Linked DNA regions of Mus musculus: region 2 is linked to region 1. Evidence: chromatin contacts called from public HiCAR-type data. All regions are on one chromosome and are shown on one strand. The core of a region is the stretch at or near the end of the contact, and the rest is flanking DNA. Distances in the headings are between cores, read along the strand shown.

Region 1 (3,641 bases), core at 573-3,072:
GGCATCATTCAGTTCCACCAGAGCCAATGTATGGTTTTGAAACCTTAGACCTTTGGTGACTTTTTTTTTTTTTTTTTAATCAAATGACCTAGCAGCAGTTGTATCTTGTGCTGCAGTTGAAAATGAATTCACTCACTGCCTTTTTTCTCCATGGTCTCACTAGGGAGGCAATACAATAGAAAGTTTGAAAATTCAGGCTGCAATCTCAGTCTCATCGCTTTCTTGAATGACCTTTGGAAAATTAATCAATGCCTCACTTCCCTCACGTGGCAGAATATAGGTAGCTTGTTGCTGGGCTGTTACTGAGCACTGCAGTTGAACATGATTCAAGACCCTACATGTCAACAAACCAGAAGACCGCTTAGCTCATCACAAGCACTCAACAGATGACATCATTCTTCTTATCTCATCCCTATAACATACCACCCAGCATAGGGCCTAGCACAAGAAACATTTGCTGAAGAGCCAGTGAAGGGGCTATTAGTGGAGACTGCGGGGTACAGGGGTGTGCAGGTACTGAGACCTGCATACCTCCACATCTAATCCATCTTCCCTTTGAGATGAATGCAGAAATGGGGTTCAGACCTTCCCCAGAAGCATGGTGCTTGAGCACACTTGAAGCTCACCGCATTGTTTCAGACCATTCAAAAACTTTATAGCAAGTGTTGGCCAGCTGCTCACTTTAGTCCAGTAAATTCCCATCATGTCTCCCTGGAAGACCAGGCTTAGGGAATGTTTCTTCCTGCTATGGCCAAAGCACACACTTTTTTTTTTTAAAATAAAGATAAACCCATAAGGTAGTTTACTGACCAGGGTTATTGGCCAACCAGCTAAAAGCTGAAGGACATTGACCAATAATGATGCCCAGTTCTGGGCAGTCATTCTATGGTCTTAACTTTTTGGCAAGGGGAGCTGGCAGGCCATTGGCAAACAGGCTACTCCTTGTTTGAGATAACAGAAGCATAATCATGGCCTACAAATGGAGACTTGTTTTCCTGTTTCTGTACCAGAGAGGCAGGCATCCAGCTCATTTCAAAGCCACAGCAGCATGCTAAGAAACTAGCTACATGGGGGGTCAGGCTTCCTGCTTACCTCCTAGGAAGGTTTTTTTTTTTCCATTTTTTATTAGGTATTTAGCTCATTTACATTTCCAATGCTATACCAAAAGTCCCCCATACCCACCCACCCCCACTCCCCTACCCACCCACTCCCCCTTTTTGGCCCTGGCATTCCCCTGTACTGGGGCATATAAAGTTTGCGTGTCCAATGGGCCTCTCTTTCCAGTGATGGCCGACTAGGCCATATTTTGATACATATGCAGCTAGAGTCAAGAGCTCCGGGGTACTGGTTAGTTCATAATGTTGTTCCACCTATAGGGTTGCAGATCCCTTTAGCTCCTTGGGTTCTTTCTCTAGCTCCTCCATTGGGAGCCCTGTGATCCATCCATTAGCTGACTGTGAGCATCCACTTCTGTGTTTGCTAGGCCCCGGCATAGTCTCACAAGAGACAGCTACATCTGGGTCCTTTCGATAAAATCTTGCTAGTGTATGCAATGGTGTCAGCGTTTGGATGCTGATTACGGGGTGGATCCCTGGATATGGCAGTCTCTACATGGTCCATCCTTTCATCTCAGCTCCAAACTTTGTCTCTGTAACTCCTTCCATGGGTGTTTTGTTCCCAATTCTAAGGAGGGGTATAGTGTCCACACTTCAGTCTTCACTCTTGCAGCAACTACACTTACAAAGCAGGAGTATGAACAGATTCTGGGGACCGGGGAGATGGTTCAGTCCAAAACTGCCTACTGCGCATGCCCAAGGACCTGAGTTCAACCGTCAGCGTCTATACAAAAGCCAGGTATGGTGGCACACACTTGTAATCCCAGAGCTGGGCGGGCAGATCCTTGTGTCTTTGCCCAATCAGCAAGTCCTAAGTCCCAGTGAGAGACCCTGTCTCTAAAATCAGGGAGGATGGCTCCAGAGGTTGTCCCCTGCCCTCCACATGCATGTGTACCTGCACACACCCGCTAGGCACAAGCTCCCCCCCCCCTCCCCCCGCCAGGAACAGGTTCTGAGTAACATTACTGTCAGGCCACACCCATGCTTTAGCTCAGCATCAGCCCTGGAGTCCTTCACCCAAAGCTTAGAGGAGATACACAGAAGTTACGAAAGCCCTAAGCTCGCGGCTCCCAAACTTTCTGGGTTTGTGTTGCCTCATTTAGGGGTTTATTTTAAAAAAAAATTCTTACGCCAAGATACCAGTTTTATTTATGAAGAGATTAAAGCTTAACAATTATTTACATCCTGATAAACTTGTTAAGTGTTCCAAGAATTCGCAATGAATATAATATTTCATGACGAAAGAACTTACAATTACTAATAGGGTGTGTAAATTTGTTGGATACTGAAGGAAACTCCCAAACCACGAGGCACCATCTCTCATTCCTTGCACCTCACTGAGCTTTTCACAGGGCACTTTTATTTAAAACACAGCCTCCACACATCCCCACCAACTGAAGATACAGTGCATTGGAAGGCACTCAGGATCCAGCCTAGGTGCCCTGAGCTTCACGGCTAGTCATTTGCACAGTGACCACTCATGGCTGGGAACTGGTGTGCTTTCTTTGAAAGCTCAGAATGGGCTGCGATGCCTCTAGTGCTCCAGGCTGCCTTGATGCAGTATGGGAAGTGTGACTTTATGTGATTGTTTTCCAGGTTCTTCCCAAGCCACAAGTAGCAGAAATCTTTGGAGGAGTGTCCCTGGAGGGAGGAACTAGCCAGTGGGCTAGATGATACTTCAAACCAGATCACACTTAAGGGAATTGAAAGACCAACCCTCCCCACTTTTATTCTGAAAGAGTCTTGCTTGCTATATAGCCTAGGCACAGACTATTGGGTCTCATACTTAGCTTCTGAGGGCTGCGATTACAGAGATGGGCCACTGATATTACTCTTCAGAGCATAATATAAGCTCTTTTCAAGACAAAGACACCAGAACCATGGTGTTGGTGTGTGTGTGTGTGTGTGTGTGTGTGTAAATAAAACTGGTTAGTGAGAGTAAGCTCACTATTTAGACTAATCCTTAAGCATATCTGAAACACACACACACACACACACACACACACACACACACACACACACACACACACATACACACACACACACACTTCCCAAATATGCATTAGAAGTATTTAGAGAGTTGGCATGACAGGGAATTGAAAGACCAACCCTCCCCACTTTTATTCTGAAAGAGTCTTGCTTGCTATATAGCCTAGGCACAGACTATTGGGTCTCATACTTAGCTTCTGAGGGCTGCGATTACAGAGATGGGCCACTGATATTACTCTTCAGAGCATAATATAAGCTCTTTTCAAGACAAAGACACCAGAACCATGGTGTTGGTGTGTGTGTGTGTGTGTGTGTGTGTGTAAATAAAACTGGTTAGTGAGAGTAAGCTCACTATTTAGACTAATCCTTAAGCATATCTGAAACACACACACACACACACACACACACACACACACACACACACACACACACATACACACACACACACACTTCCCAAATATGCATTAGAAGTATTTAGAGAGTTGGCATGACATTAGATCCCTTTAATCCCAGCACTTAATGGGCAGAGGCAGAAAG
Region 2 (3,641 bases), core at 314-2,813, 33 kb after region 1:
TTCCTTTCAATTAATTCAAGCTATAGAAACTCATCAATGAAGAGTAATACAGGGATCTACCAGAGGTGCCATTTTCTGTTCGTTTTGAGAAAATGTCCCACTACATAGCCCAACTAGGTATGTAGTAGGCTAAACTATGCAGCTCAGCTTAGTCTCTAACTTATAGCAATCGTTCTGCCTTAACATCCCTGGTATGGGGATTACAGGTTGGAGCCCTCATATTTGGAACTATGAGGCCTTTGTGTGAAGTTACCTGTGAGAAATAGCAAACTCTTTGCACCTACATATTTGTCTGAATTTTAGGGGCTTGGACATCTGCTAAGACACTGCCTGTATAATGGTAAGAACACCCCACTTGAGAAGTTGGACAGTCTCTAGTGTTCTTATTGCTACAAAGTTGCTCCTTCAACAAGCCTGACCCTGACTTTTTCTCCTGCCTTGCTCACCAGATGAATGTAGAAACCACAGGTCTAAGCTTCCTTATTCATGCTTCATGTTTTGAAAATGCTGCTTACAGCATCTCTGGTCCTCCAGGACTAGATAGCACATTCCTTTGTTAGTTATTCTTCACTCCCCAGTATGTCAGTGTCTTCCTTTAACTCCCAGAATTAGAGCACAATCAAGAATTGAACACACACTTCTAGCTGTAGCCTCTTCCTTTGTTCTGGATATCACAGATCCAGGCCTATATCCCCAGAGTCTCTTCTAGTTTAAAACCTTATGGTATTTTGAAATCTAATACACCTATGGGAAAGGACACACAACACAACAGACAATTCTGTGAATAGACACAAAGCAAACATCGCTGTAGCCATTCTTGACCACCAGGTCAAGAACGTTGCCCACTTAAAACTCAGCTCAGCAAACACTGGTCCTGAAGATAACTTCTATTCTAACTTGTTTGTTTTGCAGTGCTGGAGATGATCTGGGGAGTTGTGTATGTCATGAAAGTATTCGACTACTAAGCTCCAGACTTGCCCTTCTAAATCCTAAATCTTTTATCACCTAAAATTATCCCAGTTAACTATAGGAACCTAAAAAACTATAGTTTTCCTTGGGGCTTTCAACTTCATGTGAATGAAATGATCAAAACCAGAATTCCTAAGTATCTGACTTGGTTTCCTCGACAATGTGAGATTCACTTATACTGTACAAGTAAGTAGTTTAGTTTCCTTGTATTCCCGAAACCTTTAGCTTGCATGAATACACTGTAATTTTGTTACTGTTAACAGATACATGAGTTTTGGAAGTTAAAATCAAAACTACTATGACAGCCACTTTGTGTTGTTGTATGTGATGCATATAGAGCCAGCTACACCAAAAGAACTTCTCCGTCTTCAACTTCGAAGCAATAGATTCTGGGTCCTTGCCAACAATTAGTGTTATTAATCTTTTCATTTTTAGCTACTCTGGTGGTTATAAACTTTATTTTTACAATGGGTAATGCAGCTGAGCCCATTTTCATCTATGCATATTTCTCATTTGCTGAGGTAAGCGCTTGGCAGCCTGACACTTGTTTGACTCAGACTGAATTTGCAGCCAAGTGAACTCTGACAGCTGATGATGTGTAGTCATCTCCTGCTTACTTCAGCTGGGTTTGGGGTCCTCAGAGCGGGTTCAGGCTTCCACCATTCTACTGTCGTCTAATATCCACTGAGTGCGCACTTGTCCCAGCACTGAACTAGAATATGAGCAAAGAAGAAGAGCAAAGTTGCTCTTAATCCTTACAATCAGCACGTGATGTGACGCTGATACCACTATCATTATCTTCACTTCACAAAAGAAGGAATTATGGTGGGTGAGGGTAGTCAAGGTAACTTATCTACAGTGTTACAACTCACAAGTGGTGGGATCTAGATTCAAATGGTATCCAAAGTTGCTGTAATGTGCTGCTTCCAAAGAGGAAAACATTGAAAGCTTAACACTGTAAACACTGGATGTGCCTAATCCTGTAGAGACTTGATGCTCCAGAGAAGGGAGATGCCCTTGGGGTTGCACCCTCTTAGAGTCGAGGGGGAGGAGGAAGGGGGTGAAGAACTCTTGGAGGGAGGGACTGGAAGTGGGGGCAACATTTGGGATGTAAATAAATAAAATAATTAATTAAAAATAAAATAAGAAAGAAAGACAGAAAAAACTCTCACATTGAATCTCTAATAAATCATAAATGCTTAAAAAAGACTGTAAAAACCTGTTTGTGAATGCTCATGTCCCTTATATAAGATGGTATAATAGCTGCACCTTCTGTATACAGCTTCTGTATTCATAGCACACTATACATACCACTTTAGAGTATAATGGCAAGAAAAATAGTCATTTTAAGTATAGAGACAACTTTTTTCTTATTCATTTTGGGTCTGTTGGTTGACCCCACAGCCACGTATCCACTGATATGGAGTCCTGTGTGGACTTTTAAATACTACAATATACTTGATGTTGAACTCTACAATCCTCACAGCATTGTCTGGTTTCCAGCCTTGTAAAATGTTCAATGGAGGAAATAAAATCAAATTTATCCAAATGCAATGGTTTTTCCTTCCATTTAATATGGATGATGTTTGTGGCTGTAGAGTTCTTTGTTGTAGGAAGCTTTCTTGTATATTGGGGGTGTTGACCGGCACTCTGGCTTCCTCCTGGTAGGTTCCAGAAGGACCTCCCTGTTACCCTAACTGTAACAACTAAAGCTATTTTCAGACATGGCTCAGAGTCATCTAGGAAGCAAGTCTCCATCTGCTTATTTAGCATCACTGCTGCAAAGCTCATGGCATGCCCCACCCCCACCCCGTCTTGTTTTTTTTTTTTCAAATACCACATGATCAATAGGAACTTAGGGAGCCAAGGGTGTTTTGTTTTGTTTTGTTTTTTTGGCTTACATGTTCCAATCACAGTCCATCATAGGGAAATCAGAGTAGAAACTGAGGCAGAGGCCATGGAGGAGTGCTGCTTACTGGATTTCTCCCCAGCACTTGCTCAGTTTGCTCTCTTATACCAGCCAGGACCACCAGCCCAGGGGATAGCACTGCCCACATACATCATGAATCAAGAAAATGCCCCCATGGACTTGTCTGTAGGCAATCTGATGAAGGCAAGCACTCAAGGTTCCCTCACCCCAGATGACCTTAGTTTGTGTCAAGTTGACAAAACAACAACAAACAACAACTGAACAAAACACAAACACTAATCAGCATACCCACAATTTCACCCTGCTTGTCTAAGGAATCCTCCCCACTCTCATCAAACTACAGTGTTTCATTAGATTTTGATTCCTTTATCCTTTATCTCATGGTACCCACTCTTCTTAGTTTAATGTAAGGGAGTTCGTCCATCTCTTGTCTTGTGTTTTGTTTTGTTTTGTTTTCCTCCCTGATTTATGGGTTTCCTTCAAGCTCCAGGCACACTCAACCTTGTGCAGCTTTCGAATACCTTCTTGGCAGCTTGATTTCTTCTTCTTGGCATAGTCATTCTCATTATCAGCATAGACGACTATCTATTAGACTTTCCAAATCAAGAAGCCAGCTCATTCAGATGGTTTTTCCCATGGGGTTTGGGAGGCGAATGGCCCTCGAGAGCCCTGACCTCATGAATGAATTAATCCACCTATCGAATTGGTGCTTTCATGTTATACCCTGCTCAAAGTATGTCCA

Evidence for each region. HiCAR-type assays count read pairs that join an accessible place to other places.
Region 2: a contact with region 1 is called in a HiCAR-type map of kidney, with 2.3 times the contacts expected there. The contact joins the enhancer-like site here to the promoter of 4930486F22Rik in region 1. A contact is called at or near these places in 8 of 39 promoter capture datasets (3T3-L1-derived adipocytes, the HPC-7 cell line, HPC-7-derived erythroid cells and 5 more), 1 of 15 datasets of contacts at CTCF or cohesin (the NIH/3T3 cell line), 5 of 484 Hi-C or Micro-C datasets (the HPC-7 cell line, cochlea, cortical neurons and 2 more) and 2 of 115 datasets of contacts at active chromatin or transcription factors (embryonic stem cells and kidney).

The regions. Positions count from the first base shown.
Region 1 is chr10:86,094,032-86,097,672 of GRCm38.p6, forward strand. It overlaps 4930486F22Rik (RIKEN cDNA 4930486F22 gene), which reads left to right and starts at 1,823. Exons shown (of 3, transcript NR_038024.1): 1 at 1,823-1,854. All of the region lies in intron 7 of Syn3 (synapsin III), which reads right to left.
Region 2 is chr10:86,127,753-86,131,393 of GRCm38.p6, forward strand. The region is part of intron 7 of Syn3 (synapsin III); the gene reads right to left. Among named protein-coding and RNA genes, the nearest start is that of Gm35636, 32 kb to the right of the region's middle. Within about 2 kb of position 1,564, at least 2 of the 459 cell types and tissues checked have an H3K27ac peak or open chromatin away from gene starts, as enhancers often do. A contact at or near this core is called in kidney, where this site is marked.